2 separate regions of the Rattus norvegicus genome follow, and region 2 is linked to region 1. The links are chromatin contacts, called in public Hi-C maps. All regions are on one chromosome and are shown on one strand. The core of a region is the stretch at or near the end of the contact, and the rest is flanking DNA. Distances in the headings are between cores, read along the strand shown. Region 1 has its middle 45 kb from the start of Rsph3. Region 2 overlaps LOC102551987 (a long non-coding RNA gene).

Region 1 (5,202 bases), core at 342-2,841:
GATCCAGACTCCCATTGAAGATTTACCTCGCTCTAACGTTATCCGCCAGTTTAATCAGGTGCCAGAGCAACTCTCATGATTGTTGCAGACTGGAATTCTGCTGTACTCAGTGACTTCAGTCTTCATCCTGACTCTGGATCCTTAACAGATGGCCATTCTGTCAGCTGCTCTTCATTAATTACCACGTCTGTCAGTCCTCTCCTTCACCTGTGGGTCCTAGCCTTCCACACTAAGTTACATCACCAGCCCTAATCTCTCCTGTTCACTCTTAAAATGAGGCTGTTTTTACCTCATGAACTAGGAAACAGTTCTTTCCTGTTCAGTTCTGTCTCCCCTGGCCCAGGCAGTGCTCTGCTTAGTCAGTCGCTTGCTCCTGACATTGTCATTAGGAGCTCTTATACCACATTAAAAGCTATCCCAGGGCACACGTAAGGCACTGCCAAAGCCTGGTACTCTTGAGTTCACACTCTGAGACCCACACAGGAGGAGGAGAGACGTGACTCCTTAGGTTGTCATCTGACCCCTCATAGGTTCTGCGGCGTAAGCATCCATGCACATATGTGTACCAGAGGAGAAAAGTTCAATGCCTTCCCATTTCTACTCTTCGTTGTAATCTTTGGAATTCTAGATTATGATTATGACCAAGGGGGCAGAATTTTATTATATCAGTGTGCAATAAACATCTCTCTTCCCTCGGTGTTCTCTCAGTGAGAGATCATTTCTCCCAGTTTTTACAACCTCTCTCCCTTAACCCTGTAACCACTACTAGGAAACTTCTACTTATCTTGGTTCTTCTCAGGTGTCTCTGAAGCCCAGATGCTATACCTGTAATCTCGCCACTTTGGAGTCCTGTAAGACCCTTATTCCCTATGAGTTAGGTAGCACCACACACATCGTCTATCTCAAGTATATACAAACACACCATATAGAGCAGCGGTTCTCAGCCTGAGGGTAATGACCCTTCCACAGAGTTTGCCTAATACCATCAGAAAACACAGATATTTACATTACAATTCATTACACTAGCAAAATTAAGTTATGAGTGGCAGTGAAAATAATTTTATGGTTGGGGAGTCCCTACAGCATGAGAAACTATAGTAAAGGGTTGCAGCATTAGGAAGGTTGAGAACCACTGGTCTAGAACATAGAAACTCAAATAATGCTGATAAGTGCAACGCCATAAAGTCCACAAACTTGAGCCTGCATACCTCCTCTACTATTTTGACTTTTGGGTAATAATTGCACAGAAGTCAAAAGATGGCATACAAGGGGAAAGTTATTGCTATGAGCACAGCATGGAGCTAACAGTCACAAGGGAGAAGGCATAGGAAGATATCTCTTGAAGTGTAAGAGTCTGGGCTAAAACAAAGCATTCCTCAGTCCTAGATTTTAATATGGCACAGGGCAGGAGTTGCCTGCCATAGGCGGGGAGCACACCACTACCACCACCTCGAATGCTAGAATAAGGACCTCTCAAATCTCCCTGTCTCGGTCTTGTTTCAGCCCCATGGCCCTGGAGACCAGCAGACTCGGGCCATAACAGCTGACAAGTAGCTTAGCAGCCGCTGAAGGAGCCAGTAGGCTCAGTGTCCCTCAGAGCCACATTCCAAAGACACTCGTCACTATTTGACTTTGGGTTAGCACCCTGGAAAAGACCATGTTTAGGGCCTGACTTTATTTGATTTGACTCAGAGTTCGCTCGTTGACAAAGGTCCTAACACCAGGGCATTGTTACTGAGTAATGTAAATCGGGTGTGAGTGCAGTGACATTTACCTAAGATGAAGGCTGTGGCGGGAACAGTGAGAGAGGCAGAGCATGTGCGTGAGCGGCCACGGGAGCTTTGGAAATGTCGACATACTCCTGGAGTCCGTATGAAGGGTAACTGCACGCCTGGGGAAGACCTGAGATGGCATGGATCACTCATTCCCGTCGAAGGCATGCCCAGCCTCTGTAGAACCTACATAGCAAAGCATGGGGGACTTAGTGACTCGCCTATGTCTTCTCTGGGGGTCAGCCAGATAGCTTGGTGGGTAAATCCCCTCACACCAGTCATCATGACCTGAGTTCAGTTCCCCAAGACGCACAGAGTGAAGGGAGAGAACTCACTCCTGCATGCTGTCTTCTGACCTCCCTCATGTGCAGTGGCATGCACTAACCCCGACACACACAAGAATGGTCTGCAGAGGGATATTTCTACTGCGGATTGTAATTGCCGACCCACGAACTTTGCTGAACAGATTCTAGTGGTCATATACAACAAAGACAATCTGACAGTATTTTAGTTATAAGGTTATTATAAAGAGTAAAATATGGACTGGAGAGATGGCTCAGTGGCTAAGAGCACTGACTGCTCTTCCAGAGGGCCTGAGTTCAATTCCCAGCAACCACATGGTGGCTCACAACCATCTGTAATGAGATCTGATGCCCTCTTCTGGTGTGTCTGAAGACAGCTACAGTGTACTTATGTAATAAATATAAATAAATCTTTTTTAAGGGTAAAATAAAAACTACAATAAAAAACTCAAAGTAGGTGTGGGACAAAAATATGTCTTCCAAAATACTATGTCACACTTACTCAGAAATGTCCAGGACTTACCAAAAGAACTTTTAACAAACATACAAAAATTGGAAAGTCTTATCCATGGAAAGGAACAAAGGTCTGTGTGCAGAAACTGTGTGAGGAAGTCCAGATTTCAGCCTACAGGAGAAAATTACTTGAATCATTTACATGTTCAAAAAATTGAAGGAAACAGTACCTGAGAACTAGTGTGTAGGAATATGGTCTCATCAAATGGCAAAATGAGTGGCAGTCAGAAGCAGTGGGGCTGAGATATAACTCAGGTGAAAAGCACTGGCTGCTGCTCAGAGGACCAGCGTTCAGTCCCCAGCCATCCACAGGGTGGTTTACAATGTTCTGCAAGGCCAGTCCCAGGAGATCTGATGCTCCTTCTGGCCTCGTTGCACACCAGGCACACATGTAAGGCAGAGATGTGCCAGCAAAGCACCCGTCAGAACCAAGTGGAAATTCTGGTGTTCAAAAGTAGATTCTGACTCAAAACCTATCGCCAAGACTTCCGTAAGCAGATTTGATCTGCAAAGAAAGAATCCCCGAAACCAGAATCAATAAGATAAAATAAATCCACTCTGGGGAACAGGAAGGAAATGAGGGAAGGCTAATGAATGGAGGCTGAGAGACCTGCCCCAAACCATCAGGCATACAAAGATGTGAACAGGGAATGTCAGACAGAAGAGTCCAGAAGAGGGTTTGAAGACACATGGCTAAAAACTTAGACGTGGTAGAAAGTACCTGCTTCCCTATCCAAGAGGCTTAGTGAGCTCTCCATGAAGACATCACATGGTGATGAGCCACAGAGTTCCAAGAGACCAGGGAAATGGTGAAGGTAGCCAGACAAGCTTGACCTATCCTGTGCACGTGCTTCTCAGATTATCAGCTGACTTCACACACTACAGCCATCATGGCGGTCAGAAGGCATGAGCATATCTGTGTGTTCAGAGAAGGACTGTGAGTCAAGAATTCTAAGGGACAGCGAGACTGCACTTCAAATGAACAAAAAATAAAACATTGCCAGATAGTAAAAACTGGATCAGTCCCAACACACCACATGGACACACAACACATATGTACACGTACTGCACACATGTACACATGCACACAAAAGGGCTGTGACTAGCAGCCCTACTCTACAAGAAATACTAATGCTGAAATGAAAAAAGTAGTAACTCAGATGCATGCACATAAAAAGCATCAATAAAAATCATACATGCGTATAAAAGACTGAGTAGCTTTAACCTTTTTTGCCACTTAAGATAGCATAATAAGGCAGACATCATAAAATTACCAGTTGGATCCTAATGTATCAAGGCAATTTTCAGATTAGCCAAGCACAGGTGGGGAGACAGGGTGATCCTAGAGGGAAATGCTCATATGCTATCAAAATTAAGCCTGTATTGGTCTAAAGTAGATTGATTCAATTAAAATGTGAACTGTAATCCCCAGAGCAGCCACTAAGAGAATAACTTCTAAAGAGAATAATAAAAAGGAAGCAAAAGCACATTGTGTGGTGGAAGACACACACTTAATACAAAAAGGGGGGCAGTAATGGAGAAACAGAAGCATAAAAACGCAGAAGAGCTGTGGAAACAGCAAAATGGCAGAGGAGGCTCCTGAGCAGTTACACTAAATGACTTACACTCTGGCTTCCAGAAGGCAGCAACGAGCAGAGTATAAAGTAGAACGATCCAGCCATACTGTCTACAAGATATAACTTGACACACTCTGTTTAAGGTGCTTGCCTAGGGAAGACCTGCAGTTCAAAGACAGCTATGTCAAAGGTAAAGATACGGAAAACAACAAAACCTGAGTCCAGCCAAAGCTGGAGCAGCTCTCCTGCCAATAGATGCAGTCAGACCGCATCCCTGCGACAGACCCTTCAGGGGTGTACACAGAGCACAAGCTTACTGCAGTTTACAGTTTGGGGGGCTTTAGTCTGCAGTCAGTGACCCCGTTGTACAGGCCTAAAATGAGATTACGGGAAATAGTAGGTAGCATAGGCTGCCTGCCTCGTGGTGGCCAGGAAAAGCAGAGAGACAAGGAGGATATAGAAATGCTATCACCTTGATCGTTGCAGATCGTGTGCATGCATCAAGTTGTCATATCACCTTCCATTAATATGTAATTTAATATGCCAATTTAAAAATTACCTGTCATAGAAAAAACAATCTAAAGAAAAAACTGCATGCCAAGATGTACCAGCTCCTCCAACTAGCAATGGTGACTTTCAAACAGCTGTTAGAAATTTCTATGATGAAGTAAAACAAAAAGTGAAAAATAAGAAGTCCCAGCATTAACGAAAGAATCAGTTGGTATTCTAGAACTGAAAAAGCAGTGCCAGCCTCCCATTCGTCCACTAAGGGATCTAAGCTCAAGGGCCGCTCCTCTGTGAAGCCTTCCTTGGTCTCCAGCATTGGGCAGCACACACATGGCTCATGGGAAAGAGAGAAACTCAAGAAGAAAAGAGTTTATTGCAGAGCTTTGCGTGCTCCCCAACAGTAAACACTGGGTTTCTATCCTAGGGAAGAAGCGACAAACCGCTGAGGTACAGCAGACAAACTCAGGATATTCCACAGCAGGACCTCTCTCGGCTGCTCCGCCCCACACAGCTACCTCCTATTTCCCACAG
Region 2 (5,806 bases), core at 3,159-5,658, 130 kb before region 1:
ACTCAGGGAGGAGGAAGGATTTAGGCTGAAATTCAATTTATAGGTGTTCGAGAGCATAGTGTGGATTTTCTGTGTATTCTAGTCTATGTGTTAACTAATTTAAGGGGGCAATGATCTCATAAGAATCTGAGGCTGGGAGATGGTTCAGTATAACCATTTCTGTAGTTTAACCTGGGTACCTGAGTTCAGATCCCTAACACACACATAAAAAGCCAGGCCCTGCAGCAAGCCTCTGGAACTCAGCACTAGAAGGGACAGCAAAGACTGACAGACACCCAGAACTCACTGGCAGGTCAGCTTAGCCTATCCGCAGGCCCCAGGTTCAGTGAGAGAACCCATTTCAGAATGGAGGAAGCAGCCTAGTGTTGATCTCTGGCCTTCACACACACACACACACACACACACACACACACACACACACACACACACACACACACACAAATACAGGCATATACACACAAATATAGGCATACACACACACAAACACATGCATACATACACAAACATGCATACACACACACGCATACACACACACACAAATACAGGCATACACACATACACACACAAACACATGCATACACATACACAAACACATGCATACACACATACAAACACATACATATACACACACACACACAAGAACCCTTTCATGTCGTTTTGTGTGTTTTAAAAGGAACACTGCTTCTAGACAAGCCGTCAGGCCAGGTAAGAGATTATTATTTCTGGCTTGGAGATGCCCTTTTCTTCTTGACAGCAATGAGTCTCCATGTAACAGGTGATTCTCCAGAGCGGCCTCTGCCTCCCCTGGCCACTGGTCAGAAATGGAAATGTTCAGGCCTTGCTCTGACAGACTGAATCAGAAAAGTGGCGTGCGGCTCACAAGTCACGGTTTTCATGAGCTCCCAGGTGATGCCCAAACATACTGATGTTTGAGGAAAAGTTGTTAGAAACTGATTTAGGAAAGCAATCAGACGAGGGCCAGGATTGGGGGTAACGAAGATCTTCAGTGGACATCTTCCATTGACATCCACGATGGGTGCATTCACATGTACCTTAGTCCAAATGCCTAGAAGCCAGCAGCTTCAAGAGTTACCCTGAATGCTTACCGTGAGTTCCCATGGGCTCTGAGTGGTCATGCCACAGTGAGAATTTCACAACCTGTGTTGGTTAATACACCAGTCACTTCGGTGTGGGCCACATAGGAGGCTGTGCCTGGGATAGGAAAGTTATCGAAGTTTCCATATTCCCAATGTTATTTTACTGCGGGTCTCAATCAATTCCAAAAGTTTAATACTCACACAGAAAGAAATGTATAAAAGATGTCAGAAGCAACCTCAAACTCCATCATCAATAAAGATTGTGATGGTTTGTATATGTTAAGACCCAGGGAGTGGCACTATTAGGAGGTGTGGCCTTGTCGGAATAGGTGTGTCACTGTGGGCGTGGGCTATAAGACCCTCACCCCAGCTGCCTGGGAGCCAGTCTCCTAGCAGCCTTCAGATGAAAATGTAGAACTCTCAGTTCCTCCTGCACCATGCCTGCCTGGATGCAGCCATGCTCCTGCCTTGATGATAATGGACCGAACCTCTGAACCTGTAAGCCAGTCACAATTAAATGTTGTCCTTTGTAAGAGTTGCCTTGGTCATGGTGTCTGTTCACAGCAGTGAACCCCTAACTAAGACAAAGACACATCAGAGTTAATGATCTGTAAGCATCACTTCTGACTTGATCCACGCATGGGTCACAGCCTTCCCTAGTGTCTACCCAAAGGGGCACTCACTAAATGTGCTGTTAAGCTGTAAAGCAATGTGATACACACACACGTACACACACACACACACACACACACACACACACACACACACAAACAAGCAGCAAGCTTAGAGAGAAGGAGTCACCGTGGCTCACACTTCCAGGCTGCAGGCCAGCGAGCACAAGGCAGGAACTTCAAGCAGGTCGTCACTTCACACTCGCAGTCAGGAGCAGAGAGGAATGCTTGCTGGCTCGCTTGCCCTCAGCTGGCTTCCTCGGCTGGCACAGTTTGGAATCCCTTGCCAAAGAAATGATACCGCCCACAACGGGATGGGTCTGCTGATATCGATGAACAATCAAGATAACCCCTACAATCATTCCCACAGGCCAACCAGGTCTAGATGGTTCCTCACTGGGGGGGGGTCTCTTTTCAGGTGACCCTAGCTTGTGTCTGCCTTGTTAAACTGAAAGGCATATCATGAATGTGTTTTAGTATCAGCAAGTACCATTCTACTTATAGCTTTAAGTTTATTTTCTATCCCTTTGGAAGAAAATCTTTCGGGGTTTGAGCGAGAATAGCCCCCACAGGGTCATATAGACAAATGTTTTATTCCCCATTGGTGGGCTGATTAAGGATTGGGAGGTGTGGACCTGTTGGAGGAGAAGCTGTGTCTCTGGGAGTGGGTTTTGGCTTTAATGTTTCAAAAGCCTACACCAGGCTCAATCCCTCAATTCCTCTCTCTCCCCAATTCCCTCCCTCCCCCACCCCCTCCCTCTGTCTCACTGATAAGATGTGAGCTCTCGGCTACTGCTCTGGCACCATGACTGCCTGCCTACCGCCATGCTCCCTGTTGTGACGGTCTAACCTCCTGAAACTGTAAGCCAGCCTTCGATTGAATGTCACTTTATAAGTTGCCTTTATCACGGTGTCTCTTCCCAGCAACATAAAACAAGGCAATAGCCCCTCTTGCAATCTGCACTGCCTCACACACAGCGCTGCAGGTCAGCCTCGTACCGGCTCCTTCATGACTTTAATTGAGTAGCTAATTTGCAGAATTTTTTAAATGTTTTTAAAAAAGATTATTTATTTTTTTATATGTGTACACTGTAGCTGTCTTCATACACACCAGAAGAGGGCATCAGACCTCATTACAGATGGCTGTGAGCCACCATGTGGTTGCTGGGATTGAACTCAGGACCTCTGGAAGAGCAGTCACTGCTCTTAACCACTAAGCCATCTCTCCAGCCCAATCTGCAAATCTTGTACACAGATTGGATGGTCCAAGCTCCACATGGGAGTCCAGCTAGAGTTCAAACCTCTTGAGCTCTTCTGTCTTCTTCGGTGGTGGTTTGAACAGGAACGCCCCGTAAGCTCCTGGGTTTGAATGCTTGGTCACCAAGCATTGTTAGGATGTAAGGCCTTGTTGGAGTAGGCGTGGCCTTGCTAGAGGATGTGTGTCACTTGGGGAGGCGGAGGCTGAGGTTTCAGAAGCATGGCTTAGTGGTTCACTGTCTTTTCCTGCTGCCTTCTGATCCAGATGTAGAACTCTGAGCTACCTGTCCAGCACCACGTCTGCCTGCGTGCTGCCATGCTCCCGCCATGCTGAGAACGGACTAAACCTCTGAGTGTAAGCCAGCCCCATTAAATGCTTCCCTTTATAAGGCCTGCCATGGCAGTGGCATCTCTTCACAGCAGTGGGACACTAAGACCTCTTCATCCTTGCCTCTTCTCCTTTTCTCTCCCTTTCTTTCTCCGAAAAAGAACCATGCCTCCTCTTGCCTCCTGCTGACTTGGCTGTGCCCAGGGGCAGACAAGATTTTGCAGAAAGAAAATAATGATAGACTTTGTTAAATAAGTGAATAAATAACTCTCTAGTTTCTAAACTACATTCTTGTATTTTTCCCCCTTTTTCTGAGGAAAACTTGAGTCTGTCCCTGTGGGAAAGTCGCCTGTAATCCTCCCTGTACCCATTGAGCCCCAGGGCAGGTCTGTCTGACTTAGACATTACGACCAGGATTTGGGGAAGGGCGCACATTGACTGCTTCTTTGTGCAGGGAGAGGAGTCTGAGGCTGTAGCTCAGTGGTAGTGATCTGGCCCCAACACCACATGCAGGGCAAACTAACAGAAGAAAAAGGTACTGGCCGTGGTGGCAGGAGCCGGAAATCCCAGCACTTGGGAAATGGAGGCACCAGAGTCACACAGTACTGAAGGCCTGACTGGGCTACACACTGGGCAAGTTCCACACTGGCCAGGGGCCCACAGCAAAACTCACAGCTGGCAGGGTGGACAGAGAGAGAGGTGGGGAAAGAGAGAATGAGGGAGGGACGGAGGGAGGGAGGGAGGGAGGGAGGGAGGGAGGGAGGGAGGGAGGGAGGGAGGGAGAATAAAGAAGGCAGAGAAGGGGGCAAGAGAAAAAAAGAATTGGGCTGGAGATGGAGGCTCGAGGTGGGAGCAGAAGTACAGTGTGTGAGGAGGGAGGCTGCATTCTTACAGGGAGCAGCATCCTTCCCAGCTCCTTCTCATCCTGCCTGCAGTGGGGATTATATTCCATAATACCCTTTGCAGAGATGTTCACCAAACTGTGCTTCCAGAAGTCCTCAGGCCTTTTCCGTTTCTTTACAGCCTCAGACGAAACTCCGCTTCTACTGCAGTGGCTGCGGGCCACGATAAATACGTCGCCAGCAACTGCAGCTCCTCCTCGTGTTTCCGCAATCCTCGGGCCAGATTTAATCAGAAAAGCCAAATTAGCAAAACTCTCATCGAGGAAGGACTTTTCCCTGCGACCGTCTCATTTGGATGGTGCGGGTGGAAATCCCACGGAAAGAGCAACATGTGTCTGAAATTGAAAAGGGATGAAATAAATAAATCACCCTCAGACTCAAGATCCAAATCCAACCACATACTTTCCATTCCACTGTAGCAATGACAGTAATAAATGCCAAAGAGAGAGGGAGGGAGGGGAGGGGAAAGGGAAGGGAAAGGGGGAGAAGAGAGAAAGAAACAGAACAGGAAAGAGAGGGGACAGAGGGAAAGTATGGGGAGGGGCAAAGAGGAATAAGGAGGAGGGGATGGGCGAAGAGAAAAGAATAGAGACCAAGAAGTAAGGAGACAGGGAGACCTGAGAGCCAGGAAAGGAAAATGGGGAGACAATAAATAATTAGGTCACCCAATAAATAATTAGGTCACCCAAAAAATTAGGTCACCCAATAAATAATTAGGTCACCCTGGTAGTGGTTTAGGTTCGCAGGTGGCATCCTAGCCCCCCCCCCACCACACCACAGGCCTCACTTGCTCTGTGCCCCCCCCGCCCCCGTCGCTCCCTGTGGTGGAACTTTTGAACTCAGCTCTGCATCTCCCAGTCTGGATCTTCTTAGACACCTAATGGGCCCACTGAGGGTTGACAACTCTAACTCTGGGTCACTCTGGGTTACTCCTCACTTGGCTTCCAGCTCTGGCTCTGTGTCCTGTGAGAGGGAACAATGTCTTAAGCTTTGCTGGGACTCAATTCTCGGGGTCTCCCTCCAAACCCCACCCTGGTCATTTCGTACTGTGACTTGACACCAACTGCTGACCAGAGGTCAAGTCCACCCCCTCCACCACTGCAAAACTAGACTTGGCCACGTGCATCTGGTCCAGTGGCACACAGCAAAGGTGGAAGCTGAGGGACCCTGGTTCAAGCACAGTGCAGCAGAGCCTAGGTGGGTACCAGAGAACAGGTCACACCCAGCAGGCACCAGACAACACTGGACACAGTTAGAGGCACCACCTTGGACCACATAGAAACCAGCCATGGAGAGATGGCTCAGCGGTTAAGAGCACCAGCTGCTCTTCCAGAGGTCAGGGTTCAATTCCCAGCATCCACTTTGCACTCACAACTGTCTGTAATTCCAGTTCCGGGGGATACAACACCCTCACACAGACGTGTGTGTGTGTGTGTGTGTGTGTGTGTGTGTGTGTGTGTATCAACCAATGTGCATAAAATAAAAATAAATAAAACCATTTTTAAAAAGCAAAGGAAAAGACCAGCAACCAGTGCCCGGTAGGGGAAGAAT

Evidence for each region. A called contact is a pair of places that touch in the nucleus more often than the background predicts.
Region 2: a contact with region 1 is called in a Hi-C map of the A7r5 cell line, with 6 times the contacts expected there. The contact joins two enhancer-like sites. A contact is called at or near these places in 7 of 12 Hi-C or Micro-C datasets (the A7r5 cell line, Schwann cells, hepatocytes and 3 more).

What each region holds. Positions count from the first base shown.
Region 1 is chr1:49,511,545-49,516,746 of GRCr8, reverse strand. It overlaps a transcript of Rsph3 not described here. Among named protein-coding and RNA genes, the nearest start is that of Rsph3, 45 kb to the left of the region's middle. Within about 2 kb of position 1,591, at least 4 of the 93 cell types and tissues checked have an H3K27ac peak or open chromatin away from gene starts, as enhancers often do. A contact at or near this core is called in the A7r5 cell line, where this site is marked.
Region 2 is chr1:49,647,258-49,653,063 of GRCr8, reverse strand. LOC102551987 (a long non-coding RNA gene) reads right to left here. Exons shown (of 3, transcript XR_349996.5): 2 at 4,311-4,590; 3 at 2,809-3,547. Among named protein-coding and RNA genes, the nearest start is that of Tecrl2, 20 kb to the left of the region's middle. Within about 2 kb of position 4,408, at least 6 of the 93 cell types and tissues checked have an H3K27ac peak or open chromatin away from gene starts, as enhancers often do. A contact at or near this core is called in the A7r5 cell line, where this site is marked.